Linked DNA regions of Mus musculus: region 1 is linked to region 2. The links are chromatin contacts, called in public HiChIP or PLAC-seq maps. All regions are on one chromosome and are shown on one strand. Each heading gives the region's core, a stretch centred on a gene start, on an enhancer-like site or on the middle of the called end of the contact. The rest is flanking DNA. Distances are from core to core; before and after follow the strand shown.

Region 1 (5,010 bases), core at 1,656-4,155, 63 kb before region 2:
TGGCAGGAGCTACCCAAGCACCCGTCCATAGACGAAGGAACAGAGATCAGGAGTACACACCTACAGTGGAATAGCTTGAAAACAGAAGGATGATGTTGGGGGCAGGGCAGGGGTGGAATGCAGTCAGCAGAGAGCTTGCCATTCAAGTTTGAGGGCCTGATGGATCCCCAGCATCCATAGACTGGGGCAGTGACATGAACATATAATTCCTCCACTGGGGGACGCAGACGCAGCACACACACACACGCACGCACACACACACACACACACACACACACACAAATGTTTAAAGAGTAAAAACCACCGTGGCAACTGTGAGGAAAGACACCCTAGTCTGACATCTGGCCTCCACATAAGCACACACAAAAAAAAAAAAAAAAATTAAAAAGGAAATTTGGATACACATGATGACATTGATGAACTCTGAAAACCTTTTGCTCTGTGACATAATTAAATATTATTTGATTCCATTTACATAAATCTCTTAGTCAATTTAATTGAAATACAAAGTAGCTAGGGGCTGAGGAAGAGGGGTGTGGAGTTGTGTTTTCTGGGTGCAGAGTATTGGCTTTGAGAATGAAAACTTTTGGAGCTAGATATTGGTGACAGGTGCAAACAGCAGGACCGTCCTTAGTGACCCCTAACTACACACCTAAAATTGATTGTGACAGTACATTTTGTGCTGTATGTATGTATGTGTGTGTTATATAAAATAAAAACAAAAACTGGGAGCCAGGTGTGGTGGCGCACTCGGGAGGCAGAGGAAGGCGAATTTCTGAGTTCGAGGCCAGCCTGGTCTACAAAGGGAGTTCCAGGACAGCCAGGGCTATACAGAGAAACCCTGTCTCGAAAAACCAAAAAACCAAAACTGGGTCAGGCATGACAGTACATGGCTTAGGCCGGAATGTATTCAAGGCCAGCTCAGAGCAGCCAAGACTACATAGTGAGACCCTGTCTCAAAGAAAAAGACCTCTGTCTTGTAAAGTGTGTCCCAAAGCTGCATACTGTGTGGCTGTGACACATGGCCATCAGTCTGCATCTCTCCATTTTCTCCCACTTCCTCTTACAGCCTATTTTCCCTGTATCTGGCCCCGGATGCTGTGCAGGCAGTCCCCGAATGGTGCCTTCTTTCCTAATACTTGACATTTTGCCATACACTCTCACACTTATACATGTGCACACTTCTTTTGTCTCTATGTGTGATTCCTTCATCTCCACTTACCAAGTAACTATTAAAAATTCCTTAGGGGCTAGAATATCACCTCTTCTATTTAGTGATTATCCAAAGAGAAAATTATTTTCACCTCTGTGCTTTCTTAGCATTTCACAGACTATCTCAATCTTTCCTTCCTTCCTGTCTGTCTGCCTGACTTCCTCCCTCCCTCCTCCCTCCCTTCCTTCCTTCCTTCATTCCTTCCTGAGTCTCCTGCCTTGACCTCCTGAGTGCAGAGATGGCAGGCATGGGGCTATCCTTGCCTTTCTAAGATCCCAACCTCTATTTAATACAAGCTGCTATTTCCTTACATATTTTTTTCTTGATAATTTTATGATCCCAGGAAAGCATAAGCCATGGTTGTCGTCTTCTTGTTTGTTTTAACTTTGCTATTGTCTGTTTTTTCTATCTGCTCTAGCACAGAATTTGGCACATGGCAATGGGTTCCCTAAATGCTGTAGGGTAGGAGCAAATGAAACCTGATTTTAATTTCTGTAAACTTCAGGCACCTGCCTGTGGATGTTTTAAAGCTAGCTGTTAGCTTTAAAGCCTCAGGAATTCAGACCTAAGGCACCCTGGCTGCCAGGTGGGTGGGTCTGTGAAAGACCTCAGGGGCACAGGGCACTTAAACTGGCCACTTGCAGGATGAGGAAAAGCTGACATCTCAAGCTCCTGTTCTTAGTCATTTAGACCTTAGCCCTTGCTCTATCTCCCCTAAAGATCAGGGGGCAATTTAAAATCCACATCATAAACAAAACATAGTTAGAAAACAAGGACCTGGGCTGGTGAGATGGCTCAACAGGTAAGAGCACCCGACTGCTCTTCTGAAGGTCCTGAGTTCAAATCCCGGCAACCACATGGTGGCTCACAACCATCCGTAACGAGATCTGACTCCCTCTTCTGGTGTGTCTGAAGACAGCTACAGTGTACTTACATATAATAAAAAAATAAATAAATCTTTAAAATAAAAAAAAGAAAGAAAAGAAAAAGAAAACAAGGACCTTAGAAACAACACTGGTAGCCCACCCACTTCATTTTATAATTGAAGAAAATGGGGTCCTAACAACTGAAGAGGTGAATCGATGTTAGAGTTGATCTAAAACCCTGGTGTCTCCTTTCTATGCCATTGGGGCTGCTGTCATCAATAGGACCCCCAAATTGAGCTGCATGGATCCCAGATGACGAATTATACCTGATTATCTGCAAAACCTGGGTTTGGTCTAAAACCTTCCTGGGTTTCAGTTTCCTCGTCAGTCAAATGGGGTGCAGAATTAGCCTCTTGGTACAGCCCTGAGGGACGATGATGAATGTAAAATGAATTATTGGGAAATACCAACAAAACTCTGAGCGGGGAGAGATGATATAAGGAACTCTTGAGGTGGGTGACCAAAGACTTGGGTTCCACTCGGGTCATCTCCCTGGGCCGGTTTCCTCTGCAAAAGCAGGAAGCTGGCATGGCTGTAGGCTGCTGCGACAGGTCCAGCTCTGCCCACCCAGGCTGAGGCCCTCCCTGGGGGAGCGGGCGCATAGAGCCCGCCCTGGGGGGAAGGACGAGGGGTCTCGAGTTACCATCCTGCAGCAGTGCCGTCTTCTCGGCCGACCGCAAAACCTCCAACCAGCTAGTCACCGCCATCTTCCCTCCGCCCAGGAACGCGCCGGGCCACTGCCATGGCAACTACCCGACCGATGATCACTTCCGGATGACCCGGGAAGTATTCTGGGAACTGATTTTTTTTTTTTTTTTTCCCCTCTACCCCTTCCTCCCCCAATCCGTTTTCATTGGCTCCCATGGTGAGTTTATTTCTCTTTGCCGGGAGATTCTAACCTACTTTGGACCGGTCCTGGGGCCGGGTGGGGTGGGGATGCTCCCAGAACTTTTAGGGATCCAGCACCAACTCTCTTCTGGCCCCAGCTGGGAGTCCCTGGTTCACACCAGCTGCTCACAGTGGATGTGGCACGTCTGCTTCGGTCTTGCCCACCTCCAGCTGTGAGGGCTCCCTACATCTGCTGCGGCTGCACTCCACCTCCCTGCAGCTGCGGGGCTCAGACCCGCGCGATGGGGCTGCTGCGACAGGGACAGGTGCGCAGCGTGCCCACAACTTTCCCTGAAGCCTCACTCCCCAGGTTTTCTTCTGCGAATGCACATTGAGGCTAGAGAAAGATGATGCGAGGTTTATGTGACATGTCCCTTAGACTCCAATTCGTTGGGGAGATGAAGACTCTCCTAAAGATGTAGTCCGGTTCCCAAACCCGTCATCATTTTGGAAAAGTCTCTTGGAAGGGGACGCAGAGGCTGACTCTGCGCTATATTCCTCCCCCCACCCCCACCCCATGTTGTTTCCTTTCGATCCACACCTCCCCTACACCCACAAGAATCCCAACCTTTCCCTGGCTTCCCTCAGTACGACTAGGGTTGAAAGGCTGGTATGTGTGTGTGGCACTCGGATTAAATCACTTAAGTTTAACTGGGGTTTCCGAGACCTCTGAGAAAGGGACCTGTTACCCCTAAACCCCACCTCTATGCCAAATTATTAAGGGCTGGCTCTCAATCCTTTAACAGAAAGGCCAGGATCCAGCGCCCTTCAATGGACCCTCAGGGCATCGTGAAGGCCTTTCCCAAGCGGAAGAAAAGTCATGCAGATCTATCTTCAAAAGCACTTGCAAAGATTCCCAAAAGGGAGGTGGGAGAAGCTAGAGGTGAGCCGGTCCACCCTCACACACTGGAACGTTCAGCCTTCTTGTTTTCAGCTAGAGTCAGATTAACAGAAGTGACCTAACCTGTGGCCAAGATCAGGTTGGCCTCAAACTCGAAAAGCAAAACAAAACAACAAAAAAGGAAGTTTGCTGAAAAAAACAAAACAAAACAAAAGCAAAAACAAAAACAAAAAACCCCTGGGGGGTATCGCTAGCAAGCAAGCCTTTAGCCTTTAATCCCAGCACTTGGGAAGCAGAGGCAGGCAGATTTCTGAGTTCGAGGCCAGCCTGGTCTACAGAGTGAGTTCCAGAACAGCCAGGGCTACACAGAGAAACCCTGTCTTGAAACTAACCACCCCCCCCCAAAAAAAGGAAGTTTGTTGTACGTTTGCGGTAGAATTCTTTGAAGGTATTTTGTTCTCTGGATGGCAGGAAAAGGAAGGGAGGTGGCTTCGAACAGTTCATTATAGCTCTGACCTACAACTGTAATCCCAGCTCTTAGAGGTCAAGGCAGGAGAATCAGAAACTCAAGGTTATCCTCTGCTACATAGTCAGTTTGAGGCCAGCCTGGGCTACATGAGACCCTATCTCAAATAATAGTGCAATAAAATTAATAATAATAATAATAGCTATGGTGATACCACTTGAATATCCTCTCCACAGGATGGCTGAGCTCCCTGAGAGCCCACATTATGCCCGCTGGCATTGGACGTGCCCGGGCTGAACTCTTTGAGAAGCAGATTATCCACCATGGCGGCCAGGTGTGCTCTGCCCAGGCCCCAGGAGTCACTCACATTGTGGTGGATGAAGACATGGACTATGAGCGGGCTCTCCGGCTCCTCAGGTTGCCCCAGCTACCCCCTGGTGCCCAGCTGGTGAAGTCCACCTGGCTGAGCTTGTGCCTGCAGGAGGGAAGGCTGACAGACACGGAAGGATTCAGCCTTCCCATGCCCAAGAGGTTGGCAGCTCTTAGCCTTTCTCAGGTGTTTGTTGATGATGTTTGAGTTTCCATCTTGAGTTATTGAAAAAAAAAACACTCGTACTTTTTAAATTGGACATATTTGGAAACCAAGGTTTCTGTATAGAGAAAGATTGGGGTGGGG
Region 2 (4,614 bases), core at 1,032-3,531:
AGTGTGAAGACAGAAGGACTGCTGTGACACACCTCCCCACACACTATCTGCAGATGACCAGTGTCCTATGCTGTTTTGACAAATAAACTCAGGCAAGATCTGTTAAAAAATAAAAATAATAAATAAATCAGAATGTGCTTATGTGTGTGTATGTGTGTGTGTGTGTATGTACTTGGCATGGTGTTTATGGAGGTCAGAAGACAACTTTTGGGAGTCTACTGCATGAGTCTTGATGGGTGGGCCTGTGGAACTTGGATTTTCAGGGTTGACAGCAAGCATATTTATCTTTTGAGCCATTTTCGTTAGAAACTGGGGGAAATATTTGCAATAAATGTATTTAACAAAAGATTTGAGAGTACATGTAGAAGTCTTAGGACTCAATCATGAGGAGATGAATAATGCTAATTGTTTCTTTATTAAGAATATACCAGGGTTTTTGTTTGTTTTTTATAAACTGGCAAAAGATGGGATACACCATCAAAAATAAACTTCTGGAATGTTAGTAATCAGACAATAAGATGTTCAACATTTCAAATCACTATATCAATTACAGCCATGAGATATTACTATACATGAACTGAAATGAAAAAGACTGGCTATTTGGAACAATTGGCCTCTCATACATCACAGTTGCTAATGGTAAATGATATAATTACTTTGGAAATAAGTTGACAGTGTTTTATAGAGGTAAACATAGACGTTACCATATTTATCTCCTAAGCACAAAACACAATTCTATACATTAATGTTATTGTTTCAGCCTTCATAACAATCCTTCAGTGTCATAAGACACAAGTCCATCAAGAGAAGAACGATAGTAAATCGTAATGCAAGCACACAATGAAACACTTAGCAACCCAAAACAAGGATGGATTCCAGAACACATGACTACAGAAGCTAGGCGTGAGCTCGTCCAGTCCATGAGTCCACTCAGATGCCACTCTGGGAACTGCGAATCTAAACTTTACTTCTAAAGTAGATTAGTGGCTTCTTTGCATGGGGGTGGGAGGGAAACCAGCTGGGGAAAGGTACGGGGGTTCACTGGGGCCATAGGATCTTCTTGTTACAATAGCATGCAACTGACAACATTTATTGAACCAAATACTTAATGCCACCACGATATTAATTTCATTTATAACTAACACTACATTTATAAAAAATCCCTGCAGGTCTTTGTTGTTCCGTCTCTTCTTTGACCATTTTCCCATACAGATTTGTCTACAAATGTCTGAAGTAAACGAAGTAAAATTTCCATTTGAGAAACTGAAAAATCCACAAGGGTACAGTGAAAAAGTTCAATTATTAAAACAACCAGAAGGTTGTATATTGGAGTGCATGAGGAGAGAGACGAGAATGGTTGCTTGTGGCCGCAGAATTGATTCAGCTTTCCCAACAAAAGCCTGATGACTCAAGCATCCTGTTCAAATGTCCGGGAAAGCTGACAAACAGCCTCAGCTTAATGATAACAGCAGCCTCCTGTCGCCCTGTGCAGCTCTTCTGCCTTTCTCTCTGCAATGAACAGTTGTCTCCAGACAAAACTCGAATGACACTGTCAGGTGACAAGCACACCAAATGAAAGGAGTTAAGTGTTTGTGGCTCTGTCTTCCAGTTTAGGCCTAAAAGGCTAAGGGCCTCACCCCTGAAAACACATTATATATACCGCTTTCAAAATGACCACGAATGTCTCTGCAGCTGCTGCCTAGGCCAGGAAGGGAAAATATATTCTTACAGACATCAACTGGCTTAGCCAATAATATGGCATGTGTGGACTTTACTAGGTGTACCATGTAAAAGTAACATCATGGAGTACATCATGACCAGGACTATGAAATGAAACACATTTCTAGCTTACATGCAAACCCTGCTGTAATCAACCAACAGGGAGGGTAGAGGAAGTGGAGAAATAATGTTTCGGACAAAGGACGCCATTAAGAATTATTTTGAGGGGCTGGAGAGATGGTTCAGTAGTTAAGAGCTCTTCCTAGCACTACCACATGGTGGTTCACAATTATCTGTAATGGGATCCGATGCTCTCTTCTGCTGTGTCTGAAGACAGCAACAGTGATACTCATATAAATGAAATTAAAAAAATCTTAAAAAAATTAATTATTTTGAGGATAAGGACAAAATGAAGAGACTGTTGATGACTAGTGAGATGCAAATGATAAAAGATATCTAAGGACTCTGTCTGGCTTTGAGAGAGACTCTAGCATCAGGGACTATGGTATGTGGAGGGAAATAATGGTTCAGATAAGGTATTGAGTTAAGATTAAAGCAAGCACCAACTGTGCTGGGGATTAGAATTCACCTACAAGAGACGGAGCTAGACTTCTGATTAAGGCTGGAACCTGAGTGCTGTTCAGTACCTGACTGGCTCTGTGGTAGGGTGCTCTGAAGGGTAGGCTAGCAGCGGTAACCGCTGAACGGGAACAGAACACACATTGCTTTCTCTGGGAAGGCCGGGGAGAAAAAACAAAATAAATATACTACCCTGAGAAACTGATATGGACGTAAAGTAAAATAAGAATAAGGCAAAGCACAGAGTGAACAGCTGGACTTAGCTGGGGAGCGAAGGCAGATCCGCAGAAGGGGCATTTAAGCGGAGATGGCATAAGACTAAGTTCTACCCAGGCTAGAATCTTAAAACAAAAGTGGGAGGAGCTCGGAAAGACAGATGGGAAAAGAGTGAGGGTCACATGCACAGCTGCAGGGCAACCAACAAAAGGTAAAGTGGTGAAAAATGAGAGCCTGCTGAGGGCTCAAGGCCATGGGAAAAAGTCTGGACATCCACTCGCGTTTAAAGGAGAGCCATATTACATATTGGAGCATCTTCTGTGCATATGCCCAGGAGTGGTATAGCTGGGTCCTCAGGTAGTATTATGCTCAGTTTTCTGAGGAACAGCCAAACTGATTTCCAGAGTGGTTGTACCAGCTTGCAATCCCACCAGCAATGAATGAGTGTTCCTCTTTCTCCATATCCTCGCCAGCATCTGCTGTCACCTGAGTTTTGATCTGAGCCATTCTGACTGGTGTGAGGTGGAATCTCAGGGTTGTTTTGATTTGCATTTCCCTGATGATTAAGGATGCTGAACATTTCTTTAGGTGCTTCTCTCAGCCATTCGGTATTCCTCAGCTGAGAATTCTTTGTTTAGCTCTGTACCACATTTTTTAATAGGGTTATTTGAATTTCTGGAGTCTAACTTCTTGAGTTCTTTGTATATATTGGATATTAGCCCTCTATTGGATGTAGGGTTGGTAAAGATCCAACCAAAGAGTACACATGGAGGGACCCATGGCTCAAGCCACATATATAGCAGAGGATGGTCTTGTGAGATATCAACAAGAGGAGAGGCCCTTGGTCCTGCGAAGGCTCTCTGCCCCAGTGTAGGGGAAGGCTAGGACAGGGGCACAGGAGTAGACAGGTTAGTGAGCAGGGGGAGGGGGAAGGGGAGGGAGGTTGGAGGGGAAATGGGGAAAGGGGATAAAATTTGAAATGTAAATAAAGAAAATATCTAATAAAAACGAATGAATGAATGAATGAATGAATGAATGAATGAATAAATAAATGAGAGTCGTGGAGGTTCTGAAGTAGTCAAACATGAGTGATGCCATTTGCTGTGCCATGGAAATACACCAGCTCAATCACAGAGAACAGAGCAGGAGCTGGTGATGTGAGGATGAAGGAAGACCAACAATCCAAGAAGAGGTGAGTATGGTGGCAAGGATTAAAAAAGCTACTCAGGAAGTGTTAGGAAGGGGTGTTATTCTCACAGAGAGGCAGAACAAAGAACAAGTGGAGGTTTACAGTCTCAAGGGTGGTTGTAGTTGCCAATGGTTGTAGTCACAGCATTTAGGAAGTGGACCTTGGAAGTCAAGAGTTTCAAGGCTATTAAGTCTTGTCAAGAGAGATGGGAGGTGGGGAGAAGAGAAGTAGGAAGAGTAGGAAGAGAAAAAAGAGACGGTGAGGGGAGGAAAGAAGTGTGGGTTAGAATATTCATTCATTTACCCACCCACCCACCTACTCATCCACCCACCCATTCATTCATTCATTCATTTGAGAAAGGGTCTCACTATGTAGCCCTGGTTGGTCTGGAATTTACTACTTAGACCAGGCTGGCCTTGTATTCAGAGATCCACCTGTCTCTGCTTCCCAAATGCTCGAATTAAAGGTGGGTACCGCTTCCACAGTCCATATATAAAACACACTTCTTTGAATATAACCATTTATTTCTTCCTCAGAGGAAGAACTGATACATTAACCTGGACAATAGCAGAACCAGGGTTACAGGTTCTTGCTCCTGTGGCCAGGAGAAACAAGTCCAAACTTGCCAAATTCTTATTTGTTTTGTTTGTGTGGTTTTGGTTGTATAGCTCAAGCTGGACTTGAATTTGTGATCCTCCTGCCTCATCCACCAGAGTACTGGGAATATAGGCATGAACTACCATGTTTGGCTTGCCACAGTTCTAGGGAGAAAGGCAAAGCTTTTTGAAGGCCCACACTATAGTCTCTAGAGGCTACTGTCAGGTTTTTGTTAAGTAAGAATCTAAAAACAATGATTCTTTTTACTTTCGATGTCTTTCACTTGCTTCTTTCCTAAAGTGCCTTTTAGAAAA

What was found. HiChIP or PLAC-seq counts read pairs in DNA pulled down with a chosen protein or histone mark.
Region 1: a contact with region 2 is called in an H3K27ac HiChIP or PLAC-seq map of extraembryonic endoderm stem cells. The contact joins the promoter of Dpcd here to the enhancer-like site in region 2. A contact is called at or near these places in 8 of 39 promoter capture datasets (the HPC-7 cell line, HPC-7-derived erythroid cells, cranial neural crest and 5 more), 1 of 484 Hi-C or Micro-C datasets (embryonic stem cells), 2 of 115 datasets of contacts at active chromatin or transcription factors (bone marrow-derived macrophages and extraembryonic endoderm stem cells) and 1 of 9 other capture datasets (pancreatic islet).

What each region holds. Positions count from the first base shown.
Region 1 is chr19:45,558,480-45,563,489 of GRCm38.p6, reverse strand. It overlaps Dpcd (deleted in primary ciliary dyskinesia), which reads right to left and starts at 2,905. Exons shown (of 6, transcript NM_172639.3): 1 at 2,783-2,905. The coding sequence starts at 2,846. Poll (polymerase (DNA directed), lambda) reads left to right here and starts at 2,926. Exons shown (of 9, transcript NM_020032.3): 1 at 2,926-3,004; 2 at 3,774-3,910; 3 at 4,571-4,865. The coding sequence starts at 3,799.
Region 2 is chr19:45,495,583-45,500,196 of GRCm38.p6, reverse strand. The region is part of intron 4 of Btrc (beta-transducin repeat containing protein); the gene reads right to left. Among named protein-coding and RNA genes, the nearest start is that of Gm19639, 46 kb to the left of the region's middle. Within about 2 kb of position 2,281, at least 7 of the 459 cell types and tissues checked have an H3K27ac peak or open chromatin away from gene starts, as enhancers often do. A contact at or near this core is called in extraembryonic endoderm stem cells and pancreatic islet, where this site is marked.